2 separate regions of the Gossypium hirsutum genome follow, and region 2 is linked to region 1. A link is a contact called in public Hi-C data. All regions are on one chromosome and are shown on one strand. Each heading gives the region's core, a stretch centred on a gene start, on an enhancer-like site or on the middle of the called end of the contact. The rest is flanking DNA. Distances are from core to core; before and after follow the strand shown. Region 1 holds the start of LOC107900999. Region 2 holds the start of LOC107900995 (probable pectinesterase/pectinesterase inhibitor 12).

Region 1 (3,349 bases), core at 432-2,931:
CCCTCATTTCAGCCCTCGAAAAGAATGGCTTTGGACGTATGCCTATCGTCGTTGGAGAAGTTGGGTGGCCAACTGATGGTGATCCTAATGGAAATATAGACAATGCTAAAAGGTTCAACCAAGCACTTATAAGCCGTATAATCCAAGGCCAAGGTAGCCCAAAACGCCGTACCCCGCCTGATGTCTACATCTTTTCTCTCCTCGATGAAGACCATAAGAGCACTTTGCCTGGCAACTTTGAGAGGCATTGGGGTATCTTCAAATACGATGGCAGCGTCAAATATCCATTGGATATGGGCAATGGAAGAGCCCTCGTCCCAGCTAAAGGTGTCAAATATTTGGCCAAGCAATGGTGCGTAATGTCTCCTTCGGCTAGCTCGTCAGACCCCAATACGTTGGCACAAAGCATTACCTACGCATGCGAGAACGCGGATTGCACCAGTCTGGGGTATGGATCCTCGTGTGGTAATCTGGATGCCCAAAGCAACGCGTCGTATGCGTTTAATTCGTATTTCCAGACCATGAACCAAAGCAAAGAAGCATGTTCTTTTAATAACTTGGCTACCATTACAAACGTTGATCCTTCTAAGCCACCTTGTCGTTTCGAGATCATGATCGACACCCGAAAACAGAAAGCAGCTCGTACCCCTTTCAAGTCTTCGGCTTCAAAAATGGAAGGCATATTTGCAGCTTTGGTTGTGGTGTTGGGTTTAGTTATTTGTGGTGTTCATTGATTTGAGTTCTTAATTTGCCTTTGCTGCAGTCACCCAGGCAACCATCTCTTCCATTTTCTGCGGTTAAATTTACTAATTTATTTTTAGACCCCATTGTAAATTTAATTATTCAATCAAAACATTCCTTGTTTGCAGATTAAGATCTAAATCCTCGCTATGGTATCTCTCCCCTCAATTGTAATATATTAAAAACTTCACATTCAGCGCTATATTGAAGGTGATAATTATGGTCTCAAGGAAGGAGAGGTCAACTGAAACGAAAAACGACTCCATGGGGGGCTTCCTTCATTCTAAAATCAAGTACTTAAATAATTTAGGTCCGAGGCCCAATGTTGGCCTTGCACAAAACCAAAGCGCCCACCTTCAACATCTGGACCAAGAAGCGAAGGCACTGCCACAATACGCAATTTTCCATTCAGTCTAAACTAACCATAAATCAATGATTAAACTAATTTAATATTTAAACTTCAAAACGTTAAAATTATGTGTTTATAGTATTAATAAGTCCTTATTTTAATATAAACATTAAATACATACGAATCAAATTATTTATGGTATGGATAATTTAAATCCAATGTGTTCCGATAAAAAATTATGAGGATTAAACTAGTTGAAGGCTTATTGATAAAATGACGATACGTTGAGTACCAAATTAAAATTTTAAGCATCATATAAAGGTGTACGATGGAATTAGCCCTTTATATAAAAGTAATGGATAGAAAATGCGGAACATGATGAAGATAAGCACTTCCCGACTTTACGTCTTCATTATAATAATAAAAATAATACAATTGGAGCGGCTGAGCCAGCGGCGCGCCTAGCTACCTACTGCCAAAGCCTATCAGGTTCTCGGCTACACCGCACAGCAACACACGTGTTTTTTCATTTGTATAAAATATTGTTGTCCCAGGTATAATATATTCATCTTCAGCAGCAGCTTCTGCCGACCCGGTCCTGATTCAAATGGGTTAAAATCTTTGGAACTCATTATTTAGATAAATAAATTTAGAATATTACTTTTAAAAATCCAATTAGATCTGATTTAAAAAAGAAAAAAACAGAAATTCGGCGGTCCCAAAGTCACCCATCTCCTCTCATTTTCGGCATTTTCTTTAATTGGTTTTAAGAAAGCAGAGACGAGGTTCCAAAATTTGTAATTCATTTGCCTATTATTATAAGTAAACATCATTTTATGAAATCCCTCAGATTCTCCTAATTTCTAGATATCCTTCAATAAATCCCTTCTCCTTTTAACAATTTTCAATTATAAATAGTTCACTATCGCCGCGCTTTTCTTTTACTCCCTTTTTCCCTCCCCCGTTTTCCCTAATCAATTCAAACACTACTCTTGTTTCCCTGGCTTCTCTCTCTTTTTTTTCTTTCATTAATTACTCGATTTATTTAACCATTTCTTTTTCTTTTCTTTTCTTTTTTGCTGCAAAAATCATTGTTATTGTTTGCATTTTCTGGGGGGAAGCTGGAATGTGAAGACCTTCGTTATGTTACAGAAGCAAAGCAGCAGTGTTCGTTTCTTCTTCAATCAAATCTCTAACTGTAACCGTAAGGGAAACGATATTTTCATGGCGTTTTTGGCCCGTAACGACCCCTTTTTTTCCAGGCACCTTCACACGTCGCCCAAAGACCAGCGCCGTTGCTTCCAGTTCTTGGGCAAACTCGTGCCGCTCGAAAATTACAATGTCAGCCGCTGCGGCAGCGGCGGCGGTTTCAAGTTTAATAAAGCGGCCTCTAGCTTAAATTTGACTGTCAAAAGTTGTCTCAATGATTCGCCGAGAAAGTGGGATCAGAAAGCACTCGCCTTCGCTTCCCAATTGGCGCGCGAATTAGAAATCTCTAAACATGATGAACCCCAGAAAAGGGCGAATACGGTGGCTGATTCTCGTGGCTTGTCTCAAAGAGGGACTCTTGACTTTCCCGACAAGCCGTTGCCTGAGAAAATCGTGGTTGCTGTCGATGTCGATGAAGGTACAATTTTTTTCCCTACCCAGCTCTTTTTTTATGAGAAGAAAATATGTATTATCTAACGCAATGATTGCTTTTTCTTATTTTATGGTATAAGCAGTACTGGGAAACTTTGTGTCGGCTTTGAATAGATTTATAGCGGATCGTTATTCGTTAAATCATTCAGTTTCCGAGTACCATGTTTACGAGTTTTTCAGGGTAAGATTTCTTTTTCATGACTTGTTTATTCATTGTTGGGAATAGTAGTAGAATGAAGTCAAGATTCGAGAATATTTGGCATTCTTTTGGTACTATAAGTCAATCAATGTTGAGTTTTAATTAAGTGGAAAAGATGATGAGCCATAATTATGTGAGTGGGCGAACACCCACAGAAGAAACAAAGAAAAAAATGGCTCTTCACTGAGTACAGCAAAGCTGGCGAGGTTAAGGGAAGGGGGAAAAAGTCTCATTTTTATGCCAGGAATATCTTTATATGATTGTTGTAGAATTAGCTAAGGCTTCACGGGGTTTTTAGCTGTGAAGTTCTGTCTTTTGTGCTACCATTTTGTGTGAATAGTTTCTACTAGAATGCTGCTAGCCATTTGCACTTCAAGTTATGTCAGTAATGGTCTCATTCTGTAAATTATTGTGAAATG
Region 2 (3,349 bases), core at 509-3,008, 130 kb after region 1:
CAATCCATTTATGATAATTGTAAACCGATCGAACATCTCCTTGATATCTTCTTTGGGCTTCATCTTGAAAGATTCGTAGTCGAGAGTAAGGATTCCAAGTTTAGACTTCTTCACTTGGTTAGTGCCTTCATGGGTGACTTCAAGCTTGTCTCATATCTCTTTGGTGTTTGAACAAGACGAAACTCTACTATACTCATCTGGACCAAGTGCACAAAATAGAGTATGCATTGCCTTGGCATTTTGTTGCATGTTCTTCTTATCTTACTCATTCCATTCATCATTGCTCTTTGGAACAAAGATCTCTCCTTCTTTCTTTTGAGGTATGGTTGGACCATCCATGATGATGTCCCACACAGCATAACCATTGGCTTTTATAAACAAGGTCATTCTATTCTTCCAATGAGAATAATTTGCACCATTGAAATAAGGAGGTCTATTGATGGATTGAGACTCACCAAGGAATATTGACCCAGAAGTAGATCTCATTGTTGTAGAATGAGTTGATGATCGTTTTAAGCTTCTCCGAGGATCTTCTCTTGGTTGTTAAATCGCCTTTAGAGGCTACCTTTGATACCAATTGTTAGTTCGGAAGGATCAACTCAAAATCGTCGATAGGGAGGTTGAAAATATTTAACTTAATTGAAACAATTTCAACTTGATTTTTATGAAATTGCTCAAATTTAATTTTATTCAAAAACACTTTAATTTCTTATATCAAAACATATTACCCAATAAGGCTTAACAACTACCCAATGACTATAGGAACACAACGAAGCCCAACAATATGGCCTTCTTAAAACTGCATCTTGCCTAAACACCCCATTACAATGAGCATGCCTGCACAATCCTCAAAAGATAAATGGGGAAAAATTCTTGACGGCAGTTGTCAATCTATCACGTCCCGAACCTGATGGACACCTCATCTAGTCCCTTCAAGTAGACTCCAACAATATCATTGACTGACATCAGCACCTATGGATTAGGGTACTCAATGGTTGAGACCCAGGCCAAGCCAACTTCCCTCTAAAAATACCCCTCTCAGCACTAGGCAAGGGCTCTCATTGTCTACCCTCTACTCAAAGTCAACCCCAACTTCCTTAAAATAATCATTTTTCTTGACTTTTTGTATCATCTACAGTATAAACCACCCAATTCTAGCGGTTCTCTATATTCCTTTCCGTGTGAACGATCATCATGATAGTGTCCTTCACTTGTAAATTTTAATTATTAAATATTAAGAAGTGTGTAACTAGAAGTTATATTAATTTACAGTAAAAAAAATATGATTTATTTATTATTTGGAAAAAAAGAGTTAGGGTTGCAAGACAAGTAGCAATCAATCTGAGTTCCGCGTATTCTTTGGTACATTATTTATGCCGCCGTATTTAAGTTTGTAATCTTATTACAGATACAGAGTCCCATGAAAATGTTTAGACTAAACTAAAAATGCAACTCACGTTCCCAGTCACACTTTTTAATATTAATTCTACTTTTTGGCATTTGATAGTTATACAGAATTTAATGATCATCCTTGCCTATTCGAAAAGGTTTAAATTTACTTTTGTTTATCCATCTAAATTTGAGCTCAAACTATCGATTGAGTTGAATTTAAATTTACTAATATTCGACTTTAATGCCTCGTAAGTTTTATAATTTTTTTATTTTTAAAATATATTTTAAATATTCTTATTAAATTAAATTGTTGTCCTTAATATATATTATTAACCTTAAATTTATCCATCACTTGAGTTTGAACTTAAACACTGAGTAGTCAATCTCGCTCAAATCAACTCTAACTTACCAATATTCAAGCTCTCCTATACAAAACTCAAAATCTAGTAAGATGAAGAAGCCTCTGTTTACTCTATTTGCGCTTCACCTAACAAACATTAGAATTTAATATAATTGTCTCTCGGTCTCAAGTCTCAACAATTTCACTTAATAATTATGGGGAAAGCCATTAGACCTGTCTGATCTCTCGGGGCTCCTATAAAATAAACAAATATCTTTTCACCTCCTGCGGCATCACCTTTCAATGGCTTCCACCATTTCCAAACTCTCTATCATCCTCCATTTCACCCTCTTTTTATCTTCTGCTTTAGCTCTCAACTCTATTTCAACTGCTCCCCTAAGCTCTAATCTCTCTTCCATACGAAATTTTTGCCAATCAACTCCATATCCAGATGCTTGTTTCGATTCACTGAAACTTTCCGTTTCAATCAATATCAGTCCCAGCATAATAAACTACCTCATTCAATCACTCAACTCTGCATTATCTGAAGCTGGAAAGCTCACAAACCTATTCTCCAATGGCGGAAATGCAAAAATTGTTGAAACACAGAGAGGGACAATGCAAGATTGCAAGGAACTACATGAAATCACACTATCTTCCTTGAAAAAATCAGTATCAAGAATCCAATCAGGTGATTCGAAGAAGCTAGGTGACGCAAGATCTTATCTAAGTGCAGCTCTCACAAACAAGAACACTTGTCTAGAAGGATTGGATTCGGCTTCTGGGACTTTGAAACCTGTTTTGGTGAAATCATTGACGAGTACTTACAAGCACGTGAGTAACTCCCTTTCAATGATTCCCAAATCGGGTGGTGGCAAAAAAGGCCATAGAAATCGTCGCCTGTTGGGGTTTCCGAGCTGGTTGGGACGGAGAGCTCGCCGGATTTTGCAGAGCAGCGACGATGAATACGATCCGAGTGACGTGCTCACTGTAGCTGCCGATGGAACAGGGAATTTCAGTACCATAAATGATGCTATAAACTTTGCTCCCAACAATACTTATGACAGAATCATAATCTATGTTAGGGAAGGGGTTTATGAAGAAAATGTTGAAATCCCAAGCTATAAAACCAACATTGTTCTTCTCGGAGATGGAAATGATGTCACCTTCATTACTGGAAGCCGAAGCGTACGTGATGGCTGGACCACTTTCAGATCTGCAACTGTTGGTAATCTCAATAACTTGGTTCTTAAAATTTTCTAGTTCTAGCTCAAGACATTTTTACAAGGAAACCCACTTAATACATAGTTTTTGATCAAGTCGGTTCTGTTCAGTAAAATCAGCTATAATGGTTAAGCTTGTTTTATAAGTACTCCATCAGTTGTAGATTATAAATTTTGGTAACTAGACCAATTTCTAATATATAATTTTTATTTTTAAATACATTTATAAAATGTAATAAACAAATAAATAAACTTTTAACCAAAACCTCAACCTAACCCGACTAATGTTAAATCGGTTCAATTTGATCAATTAAAATCTAAGTCGGTTGATTAGTTAAAATATGAGATTAGTTGGTTAAGTCAATTTTTTGGGTTTAATCAATTGTTCTCCTCT

The links. A called contact is a pair of places that touch in the nucleus more often than the background predicts.
Region 2: a Hi-C map of leaf shows a contact between it and region 1, with 1.9 times the contacts expected there. The contact joins the promoter of LOC107900995 here to the promoter of LOC107900999 in region 1. A contact is called at or near these places in 2 of 34 Hi-C or Micro-C datasets (both in leaf).

What each region holds. Positions count from the first base shown.
Region 1 is chrD06:16,698,574-16,701,922 of Gossypium_hirsutum_v2.1, forward strand. It overlaps LOC107900999, which reads left to right and starts at 1,682. Exons shown (of 6, transcript XM_016826813.2): 1 at 1,682-2,717; 2 at 2,815-2,912. The coding sequence starts at 2,234. It overlaps LOC107900998 (glucan endo-1,3-beta-glucosidase 5), which reads left to right. Exons shown (of 2, transcript XM_016826812.2): 2 at 1-868. The coding sequence ends at 734.
Region 2 is chrD06:16,832,703-16,836,051 of Gossypium_hirsutum_v2.1, forward strand. It overlaps LOC107900995 (probable pectinesterase/pectinesterase inhibitor 12), which reads left to right and starts at 1,759. Exons shown (of 2, transcript XM_016826809.2): 1 at 1,759-2,960. The coding sequence starts at 2,036.